3 separate regions of the Mus musculus genome follow, and all the other regions are linked to region 3. A link is a contact called in public Hi-C data. All regions are on one chromosome and are shown on one strand. Each heading gives the region's core, a stretch centred on a gene start, on an enhancer-like site or on the middle of the called end of the contact. The rest is flanking DNA. Distances are from core to core; before and after follow the strand shown.

Region 1 (4,099 bases), core at 1,521-4,020, 320 kb before region 3:
TTCTTTTAGGTTATAATTATGTAGTTGGGGCATTTGTGAAATATAATTCCAAGAGTTGAAACTCAGTTTTCTTAAATATTCTACTAAAGTTATGGCATTTATGAGCCAATAACCAGTAAATGTATGAATATCATGTCACAGTAAACCCATTGCAAGTTAGAAATACAGAAAGTTGAAAATGTATTGCCTATATCAGCCAACTGAGCATCATTTACCGCAGCCTGCTGTGACTGCACCCAGGGTGCTCCCATTAGCCTGTGCTTAGCATAGCCACATAGCGTAGGCTGGTTTGTGTCTTATGTAATACACTGAGTGCCGAGCTGTACTGGAGAAGCACAAGCCTTACCAAGGCTTTCATGCCATCAGAGACTTACCTCAAATCCTGACAAACATAATCTTCAGGTCAGGGACCCTTTTTATTTACCTCCGTCGTTTTATCTTCCCAGCATCCTCTGTATTTGGTCCTCGTGTCTTTATAATGCTACCTTAGACCATTATTTTCTATTTTCTTTGTAAAGTATTAAATTATATACCTAGCCAGAAAATTAAAATGTCAAAAACACGAAAAATGCCCCTATTCTCTTTAGAACTTCCCTTGTTATTTCTGCACAGTATCCCTGTCTCCCTGCCCAGTGCCTGAAATGGTTGCTTAGCCCGGCTCACTTAGTCTGTTTTCTTTCTTTGCAGACCCCACCTACATCTGTTTTAAGGTGATCCCCCCACTCCTATTGCTAGTCCCAGGTCATCCAGAATGCAGCCCGTTGTCTTTCCTCCGTGGCTGGATGTCTAGCTGCAGACAAGCTCTTGAATACTGACAATGAGATGGAACCCAACACTGTAACTCCTGCCTATTCCCAGGTCTTAGTGGCCTCCATTTTCCTTTCTGTTTACCCCACATGGCCACCTCTGACACTCCTGGTCTCAAGTCACCCACATCTGCATACTCCTTCTCTCCCCGCCTCTCCTTTCCGTCCCTCTTCCTCTCTTTCCTTCTCTCCCTCTCTTCCTCTTTTCCCTGCTAACAAGCCCTGAGTCCTAAGCTGAATATATTCCAATTCTCACAACAGAGCTGTGGTCTTCCCTTCATGTCCTTGAAGCAGGAAGAAATAATAAACCCTAGAGTTCAGGTTTTGTTTCTAGCTGCTGATTTGTTTTAGCTGCTGATTAGAGCGTAAACCTCTCGTAGTTCTTCTGTGCCTTCTGTTTGTGGTCTCCACATTTCTGCTGGTCCCACTTCCCCGTCCGTCTAGTAGATTCAGGGTCAGTGGAACCTCTGCCAGGATGCTTTATGCTCACTTAACAGTAAACGGCACAGTTAAAAATGGACCCCTGCACCCCTGAGCTTCCAGAACACCAGAAGGATGGGGTGAGACTGCCCCCTGCTCCTGGTACGCCTTTCCTCCTGCTGAAGTGCTGCTTCCCGGCATATGTGAGCTTGGGATTTGGAGAGATAGGTTACTGGGAAAATCCCTATACCTCTGCAGCCAAAATTACTACACTCACTTCTAAGCTTCAGCCCCTTCCTCCCTCGCAGAGAACTTACAGTGCGCATGAGGTAATTCACTGCCCTGTTGGCTCTTTCTCTAGTTTTAATTAATAGCCTGTCTTTGGCAGTTGGTATTTTCAGACAAAGAAAAAGTAAGCCATGTGATAAAGGTGGTAAACGAAACTTTAGAATGTCAATTAAGTTGATTTCTGTAGATTGTAAGTTTCACTGCTTATTTTGCCAACAAATGGGGTTATTTATTTGGTAATAAAGTTTCCTTTCCTTGTATAAAGAGTGCTGTTTGAGTCCACCTCTCCCCTGGCTCTGGTGTAAGTGTGCCATCTGGATCTGTCACACACAGGACCATTACAGGGAAAACAAACCTCGTGTCTTGCTTTTGCTCTTTAAGAATGTGAGGCTCATTTTGAGTCTATAAATGCCCAATCCTAGCCATAAAATTCAAATGTGAAAAAGCATAGAAAAGGCACCAAGTTTGTGGCAGCTTGTGCTCCATCACCGGCCTCTGAACGCGTTTTCTTTGCATACTATGGATTACGTCGTGTAATTTTTTGCAAAAGTCTACGCTGTTTCCATGTTTCCTTTCTTGGAGGATTTTTAAAGCTTATTTCACAATAAATGCAGGAAGGCCATAGGAAAACAAAACAACAACATCAAAAGATCTTACACACCAGATGTGAGCATAGAAACTATTCCAGGTGACCCCAAAGCAAAAGACACAAGAGCACACACTTGCCATCAGGAGCAAGAGTCCAACATGATCCCAGGGGTGTGTGAGAGACAGGACGAGGACGGAAGGGAACTGGCAGTGCGACTGTATAGACAAGGGAAGACACCAAGGTTCCCAAGAAGACAGGAGTGAGGGCCTAGTATGCGCCTTGCACACCACATGCAGTTGCACATCACATATAAGGATATTTATTTTCTCCTGTCTGTCTGCTTCCTGGGAGGAGGAACGGAGCTGTTTTCAATAAGTGGAGTGTAGCATTGCAGCCCAGTGATGTAACCAGTTGGCTCTCAGACCGCATTACATCCCTTTTTATCAAGTCTCATCAGGAGGCCCTGTTTGTTATAGGTCTCTGAGAGGACCTCCCTCCAGATGTACACAAAGCCCAAGCCAGTGAAGCTGTCCAGAACTCCCAGGGCTGGGAGGACATCTGTCACTTCACATTTCACCGAGAAAGGGAACCCAGCGCTGGAGAGTGCAGGAGAAGAGAGACATCTGGCTCCCAGGGTGCCTTAAGAATTTCCTTGAGCTCCAATTAGAGTCAGCGTGGTAGAGTGTAGTCTGTGCCTGGCTATTCCCACATGTGAGCCCTAACTGCTAGGTAGTGCTCAGAAGCCAACAGAGGAACAGAGAGCTGCACTTACTCCAGGCCCCGGGCTGCCGCTGTCGGGGCTGTACAGCCTCTGCCTTTGCTGCTGAGTGAGAAGCTCGCTCTGTCGCCTGAGGAGAGGTTCAGTCCGGGTGCTGGACCGTTAGATCCTGCTCATCATGCCGAACGGAATTAAGCCAGTCGACACGCTGGACTCACTGTCTTCTGTGGGCTCAGCGTACTGCAGCGGCAGACAGCCAGGCACCTGCAAGTACTGGATCCTCGACCTAGGTACACAGCTATTTTAGATGTTCATTCTGCACCTCTCTCTCTCTGCCTGCTTCCCTCCAGCTGGCTGCTTAAATGGTTGATGTATGCTGTGAAGCAGAAACAAAGCAGAATTCGTATCATGTTCTGATAGGAATTGTGTTCCGTGCCTACTGCCTTGCAAAGGGGCTGGGTGGGGATGGTTCTGGGAAACCCTAGAAATGTGACCCGAGACCAAGAGCAGTGCAGTGCTCAGACATTAGATGCAATGGGGTGTTCCAAAGGTTTTCGTACTGCAGCTGATAGCCTTTTATTTTTCTCTGAAATGGCATATAAACAACCTACAAGGCTACGATTTGCCTTCCTCTGACTTCGGCCGGTTTTGTGTCTGTTTCAAGTTTAATGTATTCTGGGGTTTTTCATAATAGCTGGGGGGTGGGGGGGGGAGCATTGTCATATCCCTGGTGTTTGGGTTCTGTGATTCTCCTAAGGACTGCTGCGTGTAAGATAAAGTTGGGTAGGGAGGATAGATGCTCCAGCCTGGATTAAAGGAGTGTGTGTGCTACAGTCTGGCTTTGCCCATAAGATGGGGAAAATAAGGGAAACTCGGTCCCTACAAAAGTCTCTTGAGTTTGAGCGAAATGATACAGAAACTTGGGTTGAGGGAATTGGATGTGCCTGATGCTGATAACTCTCTCCCTATAGCACAACACCAGTGTTGGCTGGCTTTCTGTTCGTCTCCCCAGGCATCTGGCAACACTGAGCATCCAACAAAATGATCTCTCAGAAGCTATTATCTTCCTACCTAGGATTCCAATCCTGGCCTGGTTGTCTTTCAATATCTGCCAGTACTTGCCTCCAGACTCTGTCCACATCCACCCTTTAAGATAGGCAGCAAGATGTGGAGTCAGGACGAGAGCTGCTGAGACTCACTGGACCCTTATCATTCCCTGTGAGCTTGACTGAAGAAGGATCAGTTGTGGGTAGAGGGTCTCCCAGTGAAGGAGGCTTA
Region 2 (3,563 bases), core at 808-3,307, 260 kb before region 3:
GAGGAACCCAAGGCACAAGTACACTACATCTCTCTGCCAACTGCAAAACTCAGTGCTAAAAACAAAAAATTGAAGAGAGCTGTGCAGAAATCCCGGGGCCTTCTGCAACAGCTAGCTCCACCTCTGTACCAGCGTCTACTTCCTGTCTGTGTAGGATCTGCCCTTCACATCCTATGGGGGCCCAAGTAACTCTTCCTTGGAGTCCCCTTCGTGAGTACAACACCCAGTAAAGCCTCATTTGGATGCTATTGCTTCTCTCATCGTGATTTCTGTTTTGAATTGAGCAAGAGAGTCTGGTTAACCTCATTGCCTAAACCTAGAAACACAAAGAGCTAGCGACACACCAAAATGAGCTGGTGATGTCGGCACGAGCGATGCTTTGCCCATTCCTAATGTCCCTCTTGAGTCAAGCAAAGAATATAGGCTGCTTGTACTGGCTCCCCACTTGGCATCGTCAAGCACAATCAGGGATTTCGTGCCTCATTCAGGCAGGGCAGGGGTAAAGTTGTGGCTCTGCATTTGTCTACTTGTTGTGTTGAAACTGCACTTTCTGCTTTGATGTGTTGCCAGAGAAGGGTAGCCACTCAGCCGTTGCCTGAAAACTCCTTAGCAGTTGGGCCTCATCCTTAGTGCAGGCGCAGGCTTTGTGGGGTCCTTTGGTCTCCACCAGTTGTCACTTCCAGGCTGCTGGCTACTTCAGCTCCAAGTATGGGCAGATGCCACAAAAAGAAATCTCGAAGACCTGAGGTCTCTGGGTACTCTGCATCTTCTCCTCACTTTGCAGAGATTTCCTGCACTCTTCACAGACAAAGCCCAGGGCTGTTTGTTGGAGTCAACAGGAGAAGGAAAGAGAATGTGAACTCTGTCCTCCCAGACGCTGAAGTCTAGGATCAGACTCGCTCTTGAAGCTTCATAGCTTTAGGGTTATATGACATCTACTTCCTAAGACACGTGACCTGCTTGGTTTTCTTTTCACAGTAGGCACTACAGTGGTGAGTGTCAGAAGTTAAGCTCTGCAATCATCTGCTATCTGGTAACTTCTGGAGACTTATTTCATATAGAAATCCTACTTAGCCATTAACACTTGCTCATAATACCCAGAGCATAATGATGACAGACAGGAAATGAGAGACTAGACAGGCCAGTGAGCACCATGATTACTGCACACAGTACACAGTGAGGACACATGCATGGGGACTCGTTGCCTCTGATCTTGAAAAGGATCTGGAAGGAGGGAGAAGAAGACAACGGACTTAAATGATTGCTAAAACAGACAGTACAAAGGACTGTCTCACAGAGGTCTGAGACAACAGTTGAGCTGGGCCTTGAAGAGAAGCAGAACCTCCAGAGAGGAAGCAGGCATCACACCATTGGGTCTGTGGTTTGCTATAGAGGGCGGGACTCTTGGGAGACTGGATCTGACAGGATTTGCTTCCTCAGCTATCTCTCCTGATACCATTTCTTCTTCACCATTCAGGAGCGTTACAGTGTTATCTTTTGCTCTGTCTGTCGCTCCTCTGCTGGCAGCTCAGCTCAGGGCTTCTGTTCAGGTCTGTCAAGCTCCTCTCATCTACCTCCTAGTGCAAGATACAGGTTTGGCATTCAAAGGCTCTTGTGAATGTTCAAGGAAAAGAACAGAGTATAGCAAGCTGATGTCAGCACCAGCATTAGAGGAAACACACTTTGCACTGCTATTGAAAGCTGAGAGCCTCTTCCTCCGGTGGGGTCTACCCACCGGTTCTTTATGACTCCACTTATTCCTGTTAAGGAGCTCAAATAGCAACGACTGTGTCAGAATGCCTGGTAGGAAGCAGGGCGGGAGACACACTGGGCTGATAGCTGGGGAACTGCTTAGGATGCACGGGGCCCATTTCCATCCTGACTTTTCATTGTTTACACCAAGAGAGAAAAGATACAAAGCATCTAGGGGTTTTTTGGTTTTTGTTTTTTTCAAACACGGAAACCATCTTGTAGTACAAGACCCTCCTACACAATGGATTTTCGCCAGAGCTCACCAAAGAAGACAGGAAGTCAGAGGACCTCGATTTCCTGTTTCAGTTTTTATGGCTGAGCAGACAAACAGGAGGCATAAAGGAGCGGTGAGCAGACCCCACCCTCACTTGCCTGAACTGTGGCCTGACCTGGTTTCTCTGAGGCACCTCCTCTTCCCACAAGTTTCCCTTGAGCCACCTCAGTTACTGTATCCCATTCTGTGCGACAGTGATACAAGCTATCACAAAATCCGTGCTTTCACAGGGGCCAGTATCCAGGGTCAGGATTGGAGGCAGGAGGAGAGGTGCCTGAGAACACCCCTCCCCCGTCAGTCTTCTGAGGTCCAATGGGAGAATTCTGCTCCTTCTGCATTCTTGATGCAGACTTGATGTGTGATCCCTTCCAACCTCAGGGCCAGCACTTCCACGTCTTTCTTTGTCCCATTTTCTCATTGCCTGCATCTAGTCGAATCTGCCCCTGCCTCCCTTTTTGGGTCATCCCCTTTAGGATCATCTGGATAATCCAGAAATTCCCTCCATCTCAAGATCCTTAATCACTTCCTCCTAGGCAGAACCGGTAGAGTTCATTGGTTCTAAAGATTAGGACGCTAATCACTCCTAAGAGGCCACGCCCAGCCTGTCACACCAGCTCCACGCTGACAGCTCCTAGCTCTGTCCCCAGCATGGTTCCCTGACTTCTGGATAACTAATTAACTCTATGTGCACTTCACAGCTCTCCTCCACCCACATGTCAACCCCTCACTGTCATCTTCAGCCAGAAACCTCAGCAACACTGTCTGTCCTCTGTGTCCCCAGCTCTCCACGTTCTAGGTCTATCTTCAAAACAGCCCTCTTGAGAGGAAGGAGATGGCTCAGCGGATAAAGTCCCTGTGTGGAAGTGTGAGGACCAAAGTTTGGATTCCCCCACACAAAAAGGCAGGTATGGATGGGCACCGCCGTGCAAGTTTTAATTATCTCTTTTATGTTAGCATTTTCTTTTTATTATTTAAAACAATTTTTAAGTTTAAACATATTATAATCACATTCTTTTCCTTCCCCCGATCCTCTCCCCTCCCTACCAACCCATCTTTAAGTTTTCCTTAAAAGTTCAGTACGACCCCCCCCCGCCCGCCCCAAGCTAAGGAATAAAAAAACACACCCCAAACAAAAACAAAGACAAAAACAAAACTCATCTCATCAAATTGTGACCAAATAAAAGCACACGCACACATACTCGCTCACACACACTTGCATGCACACACACACACACTCACACATACACACACACCTAAAAGAAAAACTTGTGGAGTCTATTACTCAACTACTCCTGAACATGAGGCCTTCCTCTCCTGGTATACTTGATATACTCTCTGTCACTCTATTGAGGAAAACTGATTTCTCTCTCCCAGCAAGCATAAGTTACAGTTCAATTGTTAACTTTTACCCTAGTGGCTAGGTTTTTATTCATTCGTTCATTCATTCATTCATTCATTCATTTGTTCATTCAAAAAATATAGCAAAATAAAATACAGTAAGATAAAACAAAACTAACACATCAAAGTTGTACAAGAA
Region 3 (3,999 bases), core at 1,007-3,506:
GAATAAATATAACATGGTGTTTTAACCAGGTACTTGGTAATCAACGGATGTAAGTGATTAATGTTTTAGACTACCAACCACTAACAATGGGGGAAGAGAGGATATATATATATATATATATGTATATATATATGTATATATATATAATAAAAAACAGTTTCTGTGAAAAGTGAAAATAGATATTCTTAAAATGTGTTAAGTTTATTTATTTTGTTTGTTTGCTTTTGAGACAGAGTCACACTGTGTAGCCCTGGCTGACCTGGAACCCTTTCTGTAGACCAGGCTGGCCTTGAACTCACGACTCACCCGCCTCTGCTTCCCTAGTGCTGGGATTAAATCCACACCTGGCCGAAAAACAGGTTTTGTAATTGCCAGAATACTCCATTGTATCGCCTCCCCAACCAGCTATAAAATGATAGAGAAGTCCATAATGTTTATGGAGAGAATTAGGGAACTAGAATAGACTTATAGGTCTCTTAATGGGCACCTCATAACACACATGCTCTGAGACTTGCTGTGTGATTTCTTTTTGTGATCATCACCCATGTGCAGTGTCCAAACTTTTCAGGGGAATCTAAATTTCCACTCTCAAAGTTCTGCCACAGGCTCAGTGTAAACGCAAACTTGTGTTTATAATCACAAACAAAACCTACCTACCCAAGAAACACTTAAGTGACATTCCTAGTCTTCTTGTTCTTGACAAGTCCGAGGCTTAAAAGCTGGTGAGACGTTTTAATAATTTTCTATGTCTTAATCATCTCCAACGCATGTGAAGCAGATACCTCGTTTTCCTGTGCTCCTGTATCGACTCTTCACCTGCCTGTATGAATTATCCTTCCCTACACAGAGGTGGGCTATACCTGCCTACCCAGTGACTGTCAGAAACTCCTCACTCCCGCCTCCATCCAGAGCCCCTTAATGAACAAAAGAGGGTTTATCCCACTGCTTTGAAAGGAAAAAATAGTACATTTGCAAAAGTAGGTCTATCTTACACTTTTGAAAAGGTCCAGCTCCCACCCCCAAACCCTCTCCCGGACCTTAGGCTGTAACTGCAACTGCCAGGAAGCCCTGCAAAAGGGTACCAGTGCCTCACCGCCACGGGAGAGCCTGCAGCACCAGATTGGTAATGACGCCACATGGAGATAGCGTGAAAAAAGAATGAGAAGGCAGCACCAGAAATGTGCTCTCGTCCAAAGGGGTGGAAGGAAGAGAGGAGAGAGAACACACACACACACACACACACACACACAGAGAGAGAGAGAGAGAGAGAGAGAGAGAGAGAGAGAGAGAGAGAGAACAGATATCCTAAAGTAGATATAATCAGTGATCCTCTAGGCAAGGTACCTCCTGGACACCCCTAATCCTTACCTAGGCTACATGCAAAGATGTAAATTTGGAAGTACGTGGGAAATCAACTTGGAGACATTGTAAGGCAAATTCTCCCACCATCACTACCATCACCAAACCCTGTGCAAGTAAAAAGCCAGCACTAAATGCTACTAGAAACTACATGCAGTTCTGGGCCCGAGGTTTACATAATCACAAATTACATAATACTCATCCCGAGCACTAAACCCCTTTCTATAGGTGAAGTTCCCCATCATCCCGTCGCTTGCTATTTTCCAAAGAACGCTGGAAAAGTCTCCAATATCTGCGGAGGGAGGGGATGGGGCGCTGCAAAAGTCACCCTCGACAAGCCGCAAAGCCACGTCAAATGGTCCAGGGTAAAGGGGGTTCGGAGCAGGTGACTCCTCTCCTCCCGCATCCCCCCGGCGCCCGGCATCCAAGGCCGAGGCTGGGCGAGCGAGGCGCACCGGGCGCGGCCGGGCTTACCTGCTCCCCGAAGTCGATGGCTATGTTGGTGATGCCGAGGGGCACCAGGAACCGGATCAGGGGCCAGTAGTGCGTGAGCGCCGGGAATTTCACCATAGTCCCCGCCGTGGGCTGACCCCACACTCATCTGCCGCCGCGAGGGCACTGTGCTGGGAGGCGCGCGGAGCGCAGCGCGGGGACGGAGGCCGCGGCCGGCGGGGCCTGGGGCGGCGGCTGCTCGCGGCGGCGGCGGCGTCCTCTCCAAGCGCTGCTGCTCTAGCAGGAGAGCCGCGAGCTCAAGTCCATCCCCGCTGCCCTCCCACACAACAAAGATCTGCCGGGGAGAAAGAGAGGAGGGACAGGGACGGCAGCGGCGGCAGCGGCGGCGGCGGCGGCGGCGGCAGCAGAGGCTTCTGCTGACAGCGGCTCCATTATAAGCGCTCTGGGCCCGGAAATAAATAAATAACCGCGCGCACGAGGCGCCTCCGCCGCCGCCGCCGCGCCGCGCGGAGGAAATCAGGGGCGGGCGGAGGCGCGACACCGCTGGCGACCCGGGAGGGGGCCGGCCCGGCGCCGCCTCCCCGCTCCGCTGCGCACGGCTCGGCCGCGGGGGGCGCTGCGCTCGCACAGGCCACTGCCGTCCGCGCCCGCGGGGGACCGGGGCGCCGCCTGAGCCGAGCGCGCGGAGCGGGGAGTCAGGCGGGGCGGGCGAGCGGGCGGGGACTCCGGGTGACCCGACACCGACAGCCCCATGCTGTCCCCGGAGCGTCCGGCAAGGCCGTGTGAGCGCCGTCTCCAGAGTTGGGAACCAGGAGTAGAGCTTCGGGGACAACCGAGCTGGAAAGGCCTCGGCGTCCGGGCGGCCTTGAGGCGGACTGGGAGCTGCTTTAGGGTGATGGGGATACGGCTGCATTAGTGGGAGAGAAGGATGGTTTACCAAAACGAGCATCTCGCATCTCTCGTGACAGAGATCTGCAGACCCTGGGGAAAAATACACCGGGTGGCAGGGACTGACTGTCCGTCCTGGACTAGGGTTCTGGGATGCTCCATACCGGTCTCCAGCTTTTGCTAGTAATGTGCAACCGTTTACTTATTTAAAAGTCGACCGGTAAATATGCTTAAAAAAAAAAAAAAGGAAAGAAAATCTGCTCGGCTGTGTTATAATATGTCCCCAGTGATTTCATGATAAATCAGTTGCTGAGCTGAGACTTTTACCTAAAACTGAAAAGCTTGACAAAGCCAGCATCAGCCGGTGTCCCAGTATAGTGTATGAAAAAAGGGTCCAAGCCAGTGACTGAAGCATTCACAGCAGGGCGGGGCTGGCCTCCAAGAGACGAGTACAGTCACACAAAAAAGCTTAGCTCGTAGAGGGTCCTGTGCCTGCTTTGGCTCTCTGTTTTTGCCTTAATACTTTTCATTAATATTTATTTTATTATTTTATGTCTATGGGCAGATATTTTTTTTTGTCTGCATGTCTGTCTGTGCATGACATGCTTGTCCAGCACCCACAGAGCCCAGAAGAGGGCATTGGAGCTTCTCCTGGATTCCAGAACATTGTGAGCTACCATATGAGTGCTGGAATGGAACCCGGGACTCTGGAAGAGCAGCAGTCGGTGCTCCTAACTGCTGAAACATCGTTTTCTTCAAACCCTGGTCTTGCCCTCTTGAAATGATGAATTTCTGAACAAGGGGCCTTAGCTTTTCATTCTGTAGCAGTTGAGATAGATGGTTTGTTCAACTTGTATCTTCCTATGCATCTTTTTTTTTTTTTTTTTTTTTTGGTTTTTCGAGACAGGGTTTCTCTGTATAGCCTTGACACATCTTTTAAAATAAACATAATGAGTTAAACTTGTGTATTACTTAAAACATTCAAGTATTTTGTCCTAAGAAATGAACCCATTCCCTTTATCTCTGTAAGGCTCATATTAATACTATATTTGAAGGTAATCAGAGGCAGGAGGATTGCTGTAAGTTCCAGGCCAATCTTGGCTACATAATGAGTTCCAAGCCTGCTAGGATTTTGTAGGGAGACCTTGCCTTTATTAAATACATAAATAAGTAAATAAATAAGAGCTTGAGACATTAACTTTCTGGTGCAGATTTTTCCGACTGCATCGCAAGTATTAAATATTTCCATATTTGATGCCTTTTATCCCCTTCAGTTTTACACACTCTGGTTGAAGCCCC

The links. Hi-C and Micro-C count contacts between places; a contact is called where the count stands out from the background.
Region 1: a contact with region 3 is called in a Hi-C map of the N1E-115 cell line, with 2.9 times the contacts expected there. The contact joins the enhancer-like site here to the promoter of Ank in region 3. A contact is called at or near these places in 1 of 484 Hi-C or Micro-C datasets (the N1E-115 cell line) and 1 of 115 datasets of contacts at active chromatin or transcription factors (pancreatic cancer cells).
Region 2: a contact with region 3 is called in a Hi-C map of bone marrow-derived macrophages, with 4 times the contacts expected there. The contact joins the enhancer-like site here to the promoter of Ank in region 3. A contact is called at or near these places in 1 of 39 promoter capture datasets (neural stem cells) and 3 of 484 Hi-C or Micro-C datasets (CD4 T cells and bone marrow-derived macrophages).

What each region holds. Positions count from the first base shown.
Region 1 is chr15:27,787,087-27,791,185 of GRCm38.p6, reverse strand. The region is part of intron 34 of Trio (triple functional domain (PTPRF interacting)); the gene reads left to right. Among named protein-coding and RNA genes, the nearest start is that of Otulinl, 110 kb to the right of the region's middle. Within about 2 kb of position 2,770, at least 148 of the 459 cell types and tissues checked have an H3K27ac peak or open chromatin away from gene starts, as enhancers often do. A contact at or near this core is called in the N1E-115 cell line, where this site is marked.
Region 2 is chr15:27,723,010-27,726,572 of GRCm38.p6, reverse strand. No RefSeq gene overlaps it. Among named protein-coding and RNA genes, the nearest start is that of Otulinl, 43 kb to the right of the region's middle. Within about 2 kb of position 2,057, at least 119 of the 459 cell types and tissues checked have an H3K27ac peak or open chromatin away from gene starts, as enhancers often do. A contact at or near this core is called in bone marrow-derived macrophages, where this site is marked.
Region 3 is chr15:27,464,934-27,468,932 of GRCm38.p6, reverse strand. Ank (progressive ankylosis) reads right to left here and starts at 2,256. Exons shown (of 12, transcript NM_020332.4): 1 at 1,834-2,256. The coding sequence starts at 1,929.